Regions from separate parts of the Sus scrofa genome. Here region 1 is linked to region 2. A link is a contact called in public HiChIP or PLAC-seq data. All regions are on one chromosome and are shown on one strand. The core of a region is the stretch at or near the end of the contact, and the rest is flanking DNA. Distances in the headings are between cores, read along the strand shown. Region 1 holds the start of LNPEP (leucyl and cystinyl aminopeptidase). Region 2 holds the start of CAST (calpastatin).

Region 1 (5,198 bases), core at 1,685-4,184, 310 kb after region 2:
CTGTCTACTAACCTGAAGTTAGCTATATTTCTCTTTATTTTATATTCCTTCCAAGGATTATTGTCACTGACCTTAATTACCCTGCAGGAATAGAAAAGGAAAAGGAAATTCCAGAGTTCTGGTTTAGAACACAGACTACCTGGGTTCCAGTCTCTGTCTGCCATTGGACTGTGAGTGAATCATCTAACCTTTCTAAACTTCAGTTCCCTGGTCTGTTAAATAAGGCTTGGATTAGCTGATTCATAGATAGGAAATGCTTTATTTTGATGAAAAGTTTCTATTTTCATCGATTATCAACTTTGTTGCTGCTTCATAAATAAATCCTGTTTGTTCAAGGAGCTCATTTTTTTCTTTTCATGCTATATATTTTATAATTAGCCCTCCAAATTTATGACTTTCAAATGTTAAATGGTAGACATCAATGATTCTGAAAATAGTAAATTAGAATAGTAAATAATGTCACACTATCTTCTCTGAGAGTGAATAGTCGCTTCATAATAATTTAAGTTTATGCCCTTAACTAAAGAGGAAGTTCTGTGTGGAAGGATGGGAGGAGGTTAAAGACTGAAACAGTGTGTTTCAGTAGTGAATCTGCGCAACTGTGGTCTCTCAAAAAGGCTTTATGAGGACAAATAAAAAATGGTATCCAAAAAAACGAAAACCCAGAATAAAACAAAACAAAATTTATTTTTATTCTTTTGAAGGTAGTTAGGATTCTGAAACATTCTGATTTTGTTTACTTTTTTTTTTTTTTTTTTTTACATTCAATACAAACCCACAAGCCTTTAAATGGTCCTTTGCATATTTGCGTGACTGTGTAGAAATGGGAGGGGTGAGAGGCAAGAGGTTGGCAAAGAGAGGATAGTTATTTGTCTCTACGTCAAAGAAATCTAAAAAGACATAATGATCCTCCTGTATTTGCTAGTGCAATGGTGAAACATTTTTACTAGTCTCTGCAAAATTGAAGTATTTAAGATCGAACACAAATAACCTGTTTCACACTTAAAAGCATGATAGACTAGCTTACAGGTGAGGTGAAAAGAGGGAATTTAACAAGCTGTGGAGTTTTAAATATCTCTGATACTAAGTGCTTTGACTAGGAAAATAACTCCAAAGGGAAAAGACATGACCTAAAATATAGGTAAGAGCCTCCTATCTAGGCAATGCAATGTGTGGGATCCTTTTGACAAAATCCAGCATTGCCTATATTATATCATATCTGACCACTTATGTACCAACCCCTGTGGTTCACTTCCTATTTTTGGTTCTGTTGGGGGTGGGAGGTTTGAGGAGGTAGCCTAAGGGCTCTGATTATCTTTAACACAATGGGAAAAGAACAGCTTGGAGGTATCATATGATACAGACACCTTCTCTGCACTGATCACAAAGGCACCACTCAATATAGAAATGTTCTCTGGAAGGCGGTTTTAAACATTGCAAGTGAACTAGAACTCTAAATACCACTGCATCCATTCACAAATTATTTATTGCGTATCTATCTAGGGATTAGGATACAGCCCTTTATAAAGGTAATGACCCTGCCTTGCATTCTTGAGAGGAAGATTCATAGTAATGTAAGAACAAACAAAACGTTGAGAGCCTTAAGTGCTGTGACTACAATAAAGCAGAACCCAGTCTTTATAGAATAGACCATGTTTGCACCTATTTTCCATTGTGTGGCCAGGAAAGAGCTCTTCTCAGAGAAGCCCTTTGAGATGAGACTTAAAATACAAGAAGGAACCAGCAGTCGAAGTACCATGCAGAAGGAACAGTTCTTCCATGAGGACCATGCAGTTGGAATGGTTTAATGTAAATTGGCGACTTTAAGGAACAGCCAGAAAGCCTCTGTGGACAAAGCATAGTAAGCACGTGTAGGAGATAAAGTCCTAGAGTTAGGGAAAGAGTTTCGCTTTTATCCTAAGTGTGATTGGTAGCCACTGGAGATTTTAAAGCGCAAGTGGGTGATTTAATTCAACAGACATTTAAGAATACAATATTGCAAAATACAATATTTTACTTGGATTTTACTTCTTTGAAACCTAATTTCAATTTCCCACGCAGGTCAAACAACAAACAGTACTGCCAGCCCTGTTTGCCCAGGCTGTTTGCGCTTGCCACGGGCTTGTTTGCACCGGACGCCCTGCTGTTGACAGCCTCAGAGAAGCGTGTGACAGTTGGCAGGCGCAGTGAGGCACAGCGGGAGCCAAGTTGCTGCTGAGGCCAAGGCTGCGTTTGGGGAGGACAGAAGAGCGATGAGGGGCAGGAGGCGATGCAGCGCGCCCCGAACTCCGCAGCATAGCGGCGATCCGCACAGAGAGCAAGGGATGATGAAGTGAGGCCTGGAAGAGCATCACCCGGGCTCCCCAGGCCCCTGGTTATTTCATTTCAATGGTTCGCCGGGTCGCCCGGCTTTGACACTGGAAACTATGGGGGCTGGAGACTGGAGTTGAGGGCTCCAGTGCTGGAGGGCGGGGGCGACAAAGAGAGTTTCGCTTTCTCCGGCCTAGCTCTGCTGGCCTGGCCACCTGCAGCAGCGGCTGCACCCCGGGGAGCCGCAGGTGTTGATTTAAGGCTGGCGGGGCAGGCCTTCAGCCCACATCCTGCGGCTCCCGCGGCCCCGGTCTGATCCAGTGCCAGGTTTTGTGATCCGCCTGCCTGTAGATGCCGCGCCCCGATCCGCTAGCCGCCCAGACTCCTTGGGGGTCTTCCCCCACTTCAGTCAGGCCACCGAGAGCATGGGACCTCTGTGATGTGAGCCAGCAGCCCTGCCAAGACGACCCACAGTGCCTGCTCCCTCAAGCCTTAGCAGAGTGAGCTCCCCGGGGCCACACTCCCCAGGGAAACCGAAGCTTCGCAGTCCGGGAGCGACCTTCGTCCATAGATCCTGCTTTGCCTTCAGATCTTGGCTACAGTGGCACCTTCCAGGCCTCTCCTCAACAAGCATCCGAATTAGCGACCCACTCAATCTCCGTCACATCACCTAGATTTAATGCTGAGCTGGGCATTTATATCAATCTCGTGTGTCTTGTGTTTGTTTATTATCTGTCTCTGGAATGTCTCCTCGACGGAGGCAATGACTGTGTTTTACCAGCGCGGAGCTGGGTTCCCGGCTCCTAAGGCCGGGCCGGGCCTGGCCGGGACGTTATAGGCTATCACATTTGCTTAATGACTGACCGCTGTTCTGGGCACTGAAACAGACCGAGTTGCTGGCCTTTTCTGTCAGGGGCGGGGCTTGTTCCGGTCACGCCCCCCCCGGCCCGCCCCCAGATCTAACCCTCTCCCTCCTCTTCACTCCCTGGAATCCGCTGGGGCCTGTGCAGTGCTTTTTCCTCTAGTTTCCCTCGCTCTCTGCAGCTGTCGCTAAAACACGGAGCTGTGGATTTTCGAGCGAGCGGAGCGGCGCCGCTGTTCGCGGCACCTCCCCGACAGACCTCGGCGCTGCGCTGGGCATGCTCAGTTGGTAGGGCCGCTTCAGCGTTCGGAGTAGGAAGCTTGGACGCTCCTGCTGTAAGGAGCTGCGGCCGGGGGAAGATGGAGCCCTTCACCAATGGTGAGTGGGCGGCCGGAGGACCCGGGGTCAGACGCTCTCTGGGGCAAGAGGGTCGTGGGCAGTGTGACACGCGAGGTCGAGCTGCAGTCGCACCGACCGCGGGTTTCCCGTGAGGGCTTAGGGGCAGTGGAGAGGGACGGGGAAAGCAGTTCGAGGCTCGGGGGAGGGGGCGGGAGGCGGCCGGTGTCGCGGAGTTGGGGAGTGGTGTGAAGGTCAGTGCCATCGCTTGCCCAGGGTGGGGGCGTCGTCGGTGTGGCCCGACCGTACGCTCTGCTGCGCGCCCAGGTGGGCGAACAGCAAAGTTTAGGCTGTTTTGCGCAGATCAGGGGGCAACGGGAAAGTTGGCAGCTGCGTTTGCCCGGGAGAAGGGGGTGTTGGCCACAGCTTTTGGGCAGGAAGAGTTAAGCCGCGGCCCTTACCAAAGACAACTTCGGTGGTGCGGCGGGAGCTATCCCCCTGTCCTTCAGCGAGTTGCCGGCGTGACTTTTCCTAATAGGACGGGGTGGGGGTGGGGGCTTAGCAGGTTAATTTAGTGGAAGGAGGAGAAACTTGCAGAAAGGCTTGATCACCCCTGCTGTGTTCCCAGGAGGTTCCTCCCCGCATTGCCACCCTCCAGTCTGATGCGGAGGCACTACGCAGAGCGTTCAAGCTTCCTTTCCCTGGCTTCCGATAACCAGTTTTTCAGTTGAAGACTCATTAAATATCAAGGGTCCGTCACAATGATATCACAATGTGACTTGAGGCCAGAGTCAAAGCAGGAGCCTGCAGGATGCCCTGCAAACAGCCACAGCCCTTTACTGAAAGGAGGGAATAAATCCCACCCTGCTTAAAACGATGGCTTCTGTTTGGACCAGAAGTGCGGGAGTCACAATGTAGAAGTGAGATGTCTTACAGTTTTGCAGCTTTCAGTATTTGGAATCCCTTTGGGGACAGAAAGTAGTGAAACAGCCAGTAAGGGAGGACTCACACCAATATTAGAAGATTCACTTTCTAGTTGACCTTTCACTTTCCTGCGGGTGGTTGATTACTTAATGGTAGATGGTTTGTCGCATTAATGGATGGCAAAGTGAACCCCTGTTTGAGTGGGTCAGTTGCCATCCATGAGTCAGAGACGTGCACTTTGTATCAGACCCTATCCAGACTTTGCTGTTTGCTGTGTTTCATTCATGGGCCTGGGAACCACTCATTATATTCTCCCTGTCCATAATTCAGAATGCTTTATTCTACTGCCATCTTCCTGTCTGTACTATTTAATTAGGCTTAATGATGATAACATTAATTCTGAATTTTCTTTCTCATTCAGGTTCTATTTGTAATTACTAGGGCTCCAAGAGTAGTCTAGTACAGTTACTAAGAAAAATAAGGGAGATTTGAGCTGAAAGGAACCCTGGAGACCATCTGGTACTTTGGTGTAGAACATTTCTAATACAAATCCTTAAATCCTTTCCGATGAGTATTCCAAGGCTTTTTTCTTTGTTTGAGGTAGAACGCTTGGAGCTTCCCTGTTTGCAGGATTTTAAATGTGAAGTTGCCTTTAAATTAAAACAAAACAAAACATTCCCCACAACAAGGCTGAGTCACCCATTTGGTCAAGATTATTGCCAGCTGATTTGGTGAACCTGTGCCCACAGAATTAAAGTACATTCTC
Region 2 (5,293 bases), core at 471-2,970:
CTGTCTAAAACAACTAGGCAGAAAGCTGTGACCCTGAGGCCCAAACTGGCAATGCCATTAGAGGTTTTCTTCTGTCACATCTGGTCACAAACCAGCAGCAACCTCAGGCAGAAAGTCTCAGCAGATGAGCGTTTTTTTGGTCAGGCTTACTGCATTTCACTTCAGGCTTCTTGCATTTCACCGCCCCAAACCAGGAAGTGCTGTTTAAGATGAGCCTAAGACAAAAGTAACCTAGCATCAGAAACAAAATTTGCCAGCCTCCAGAAAAAGGCAGTATAGGGGGTTAAGTTTGGGAATGTTCTTTATTTTGGTTTAGAACCTACAGCTTCCTCCCTGTAAAACATCATTAAACTTTCAAAACTGCACACACACACACACACACACACACACACACACACACCCCTGCCAAGTTAAATCACACACACACGCACCAGTTTGTTTTTGTAATATGCTTTTTGATCCAGAAGGTCCAGGCTTGGGCCATACTTCAGTTGGTAAATTCTTCTCCTATAGCAGAAAAGGTGTCTAATTCTTGAGATTCTTAGGCAGGAGGTTGGAGGCATAGACAGGCCACGCCCGGTCCCGCTCTCACATTGCACAATCTTAAGCCAAGTCTGGGCAAGTCGAAGGAGGAACCCCGAGACCTCCAGCTCCTCCTTTCTTGGGGATCTCAGCCGACCTGGGGTGTTGGGGAGAGGGGGCAACACTGGGTAGAGGTACAGGCTGAGAGTGTTAAGCTGCGGGCGGGAGCCCTGGGCCGCTGCAGCCCAGGCTCAGCCAGTGGCTGGCAGGAAGGGGAGGGCCCAGCCAGGAGAGGGGGAGCCCCCACGCAGGGTTCGGGGCTGGGTCGGAAAAGCTGCCTCACGGGCGCGCCCGCTGGGCCCTCCGCTCCCTCCCTCCCTCCTAGCGTTCCCGCCCCGGGCCTCCCTCTCCCTTCCAGTCTCCGCTGTGCCCTCCCGGAGGCAGCGCTCTCCAAGGCCTTACCATGTCCCAGCCGGGCCAGAAGCCCGCAGCCTCCCCACGTCCCCGGCGAGCTGCTGCGGCCCGCCACACCCAGGAGGTGAGTGGCACTCCTGCCAGAGCCACAGGGCTGGGCGCTGGGAGGACCTCGGCCCCAGGCCCCCGGAGCCATGCGCTACTTCCTTTGGGGTAGCCTGCCAGGGCCAGATGCCCCATGGGCCCCCTCCTGGGCCGGAGAAGGATGCGAGACTCTGTACCAGCCTCTGGGCAGGTGGTTGGAGGTGGCCAGGGGTTGCCGGGCCTCGGCCAAGCGCATAGGGCGTGGCATAAACCAGATTGAAGGTGGCCCACTTGGGGAAAAGTTGGTTGCTGAGACTGGGGTAAAAAGCAGATGAGGATAAAAGGGGAATAAAGTTCATCTGGACCCCCAGAGAGTGGGGGTCTTTTTCGTAAAGTGATAAAAGTCAGGACTGCAGGGCGTGGCTGCCTGGAGAAATAACACTTCTTCCCTAACCGGCCTAGAGCCAAATCGGGGTGGGGCGGGGCGGGGCGGGGCCGGCTCAACCCAGTGGGGGTGGGGCCCTACCTCGGCCCCGCCCAGATGCCTTCCTCCCTGGCAGCAGTGGGGCTTACAGAACTCAGGACCAACCAGGTCCAGGGCTGGAGGAGTGTGAGCCAAACCCCTTCTGCGCTGCATCCCGTGTTCTCGCGTCCTCTCCGGGTTCTACTCTGCGCGACTCAGAGCAAATTGGTTGTCGCCATGGCATTCGCAAGCTGGTGGTACAAGACGGTAAATAGGAGTGATCGTGCCTGGGCAGGACCGGGAAGGGAATGTGCTTTCTGGGCGTGCAGGCCAGTTTATTGTCCAGGGTTTGGTGAGGAAGGGGTGGGGACCAGTTGTGACCTCCTCTCAGACCTTCAGGTTAGGCTCCTGGAGAGGGTGAGACGCACCCTGCTGTGGTATGTGCAAGCTAGCTCAGACGTGCAAGTCGTTGGTGTGAGCAAAAGCACCAGGCTGTGCTCACGCTCCCAAGTTGAATGGAACAGGAATTGTTGCTGGAGGAATTCAGCCCTTGGACACGGATTCCTGAATGAACTCCTACTGGACTCAAGAGAGCTCAGATTTAGTGTTTGTTTTTAAGGCATAAGTAAAGCTCAAAACTTTTAGAGGCTTGTTGGACGTACATTCTCCACTGCAAAGGAGGAGAGGCAGCTGGAATGAGGGCAAGTAGAAAATCCAAAACTCCAAGGAGCAGAAGAAACTGACATCAAGACCGATGTTTAGAATGAGAGAGCAGCCTCTGCTCTGTGTTTTATTACTTTGGATGAGGGACCTAGATGTTTCATTTGTTTAATGCATTGAATGCCTTTCCAGACAATTAGGTGTGATAGCCAGTCAAGCTGGTGCTTGTAAGGCTTTGAATCAGGAAGTGTGACTTAATGTTACAATGCCCCCCCCCCAAAAAATACACAAAAGTTTTGTAAACAGAATAAAAATAGTTATATCCCATTGATATATGGTGAAAAATTTAAAATGAGTCCTCTCAGCATGTGCTAGGATGTTGTTATCAGATACTCTTTAGAGAGAAATCTTGTGTTGGAATCTGTAAACTGTCCCTTTTCAGCCAATGGGTGTTCACTGAGTATCTAATGTATGCCAGACCCAGTACTAGTCTTGAAGTACACAGTGGAAAACCAGACAGAATTCTTGTTCTCACAGGGCAATGGGTCAACCTTTTTGAAACTGTTTCCACATCTATAAAATTGGGGTGGTAATAAGTACCACATAAGAGTTGGTGAAGAGTAGATTCATGAATCAAATTACCATGCTTATATGCCTTTAATGATTGGGAATTCCTGTTTCCCCTAAGATGTTTCTTCATGAATGCTTCCCATTACACTTTCTGGGTTTTTAAAATGTTTCATCTTATTGATGTTCTAAAAGCAAATGTTTGCTTTGCGTCATTATTGTCCTAAGGTTCTTATCAAAAATGCCCAACTTGAATTACCTGCAAATATGGATGGCAGTGGTTCAGGGCTGACATCAGTCTTCTTTCAAATTCATGATTCTTTAAAGGAAATTATGCTGGAATATCTGGATGAAGATTGTTTAAATCTATGCTTTTAACCTTGTTATGTTTAGGCATAGTTTGACATTTTAGCTAAAAACTTCTCTTGTAATATAATTCTGGAACTATTAGAATTTTTTTTTTTTTTTTTTTTTTTTTTTGCTAGTAGGAACCTCCTGAATCAGCAAACTGCCTATGATCAAGCTTTGACTTTGCCCAAACTAGTGCTGTCCAGTAGAAATATAGTGTGAGCCATATATGTAATTTTAAATTTTCTAGTAGTCACATAAACAAAAGCAAAAAGAAACAGGTGAAGTAAATGCTAATAACATTTTATTTAACCCTCTATTTCCCAACCATTGTTATTTCAACAATCAATGTGCAAATCATTGAGATATTATACATCTTCTTTGTCATATTAATTCTTAAAAATCCAGCATGTATTTTATACTTAGAGCTCATCTCAATTCATACTTGATGTATTTCAAGTGAGCAATAGGCATGAGTGGCTAATAGATCGGGTATTGACCAGTATAGTTTTAGACGTGGGTTTCTAACTGGTTTTGCTAGGTGGCTATGAAGGCATGATCAGAGAACATTTTTAGAATTAAATGAAATTTGTGAACCATTTTTCCACAACAAAGTACACACATACACACATAAAAGCCCATCCATAAATCCGCTGAAGATCTATGGAGACAATTTATAACACACACACATACATGATATTTATGTTTTTATATACTATTATATATAAGATTTATGCAATTTATTTACACAAAAATTTTATACAAAAATACAATATATAAAAGATGTATGTATTTATATATATATGTATAATATATATAATAGTTTTGGTAAATCCTATAATTAAAATATCTTTACTGGAACCCTTTAAATACTGACAAAGATTGTGATTGACATAGCTTTCAAAATTTAGGTAGAATAAGGAGTTCCCATTGTGGCTGAGTGGTACCGAATCTGACTAGTATCCATGAGAACACAGGTTCGATCCCTGGCCCCGCTGAGTGGGTTAAGGATCTGGCATTGCTGTGAGCTGCAGTGTAGGTTGCAAACGTGGCTCAGATCCACATTGCTGTGACTGTGGCTACAGCTTTGATTTGACCCTTAGTCTGGGAACTTCCATGTGCTATGGGCGTGTGGCCCTGAAAATTAAAAAAAAAAAAATTAGGCAGAATATGATAAAATAATTAAAAGATGTATCTATGATGTGTTTTGTTTAAGGGACTGCCACCTGTAAAGCCAGTCAGTAAAACATTACAATGTCTATTTCCCCCCACTGCATACCATCAATATATTGATCTTATCTTTTGATGAATTAAGTTGCTTTGGTAAAAATTTTAAAACAAAACTTTACAAAGCTAGATTTGAAGAGCATATGATGAGCTTCACAATGAAGAAGTATGAAGAAGAGTAAATCTGGTTGGCTGACATACAGTAATCACACTGCTGAGTCATAAGCTGACTTTATTAGGCCATGTTAATTAAAGGTGTTTCTTAGTCCAGCGGCAGCGTGATCAAGAAGCCCAGTCATTTGGGAGGCTCCATCATTGTGGCCAGCCCAGAAAGAGTGTCACAAGCCTTCCCTGACAGGACAGACCACTTGGCTGCCGTGACTTTTAGGAGTAAGGAATTGTAGATTCCGTGAGAGGGGTATACGCTTTAAGGTGGAAGGAGAATGGAGGTCAGACATAACTTTCCTCTTTTGTTTGGCAGTTTCTGAATTGGCTTGCTTCCCATTGCAGAGAAGACTTTTAAATTAAGAATAACATCTGATGATATTATTCTTTAATAAGTTTTGACGCTTCCCAGAAAGTTAATTATATTCTACAAGTACTTTTTAAACAATGATGTAGTTTGCTGGGGGTAGAAACAGTGGGTGGCCATTTGAGATTCCAAGGTGAGCAGGTGGGTAATTACTTCTGAGTAGGCTGTCTCAGTGGAGTACAGACCTCTCTAAGCAACCTATCTTTATTCTACTTTTTTCCCTTGAGGGCTTTTATTTTTATTGTGGCAAAATACATATAATATATAATTTACTGTCTTAACCATTTGTAACTGTAAAATTCAGTGACATTAAATATATTCACACTCCTGTGCAACCATCACTATCCTCTATCTCCAGAAATATTTCTTTGTTGCAACACTGAAATTGTATACACATCAAACGATAAGTTCTCATTCAATTTACATACATATGTGTAAATACATAGGACTGTATTTAAGTTCCTGTTTTCCTTATC

What was found. HiChIP or PLAC-seq counts read pairs in DNA pulled down with a chosen protein or histone mark.
Region 1: an H3K27ac HiChIP or PLAC-seq map of alveolar macrophages shows a contact between it and region 2. The contact joins the promoter of LNPEP here to the promoter of CAST in region 2. A contact is called at or near these places in 1 of 47 Hi-C or Micro-C datasets (heart right ventricle) and 1 of 2 datasets of contacts at active chromatin or transcription factors (alveolar macrophages).

What each region holds. Positions count from the first base shown.
Region 1 is chr2:103,565,432-103,570,629 of Sscrofa11.1, forward strand. LNPEP (leucyl and cystinyl aminopeptidase) reads left to right here and starts at 2,935. Exons shown (of 18, transcript NM_001105291.1): 1 at 2,935-3,550. The coding sequence starts at 3,532.
Region 2 is chr2:103,254,933-103,260,225 of Sscrofa11.1, forward strand. It overlaps CAST (calpastatin), which reads left to right and starts at 1,721. Exons shown (of 31, transcript NM_214067.1): 1 at 1,721-1,750. The coding sequence starts at 1,721.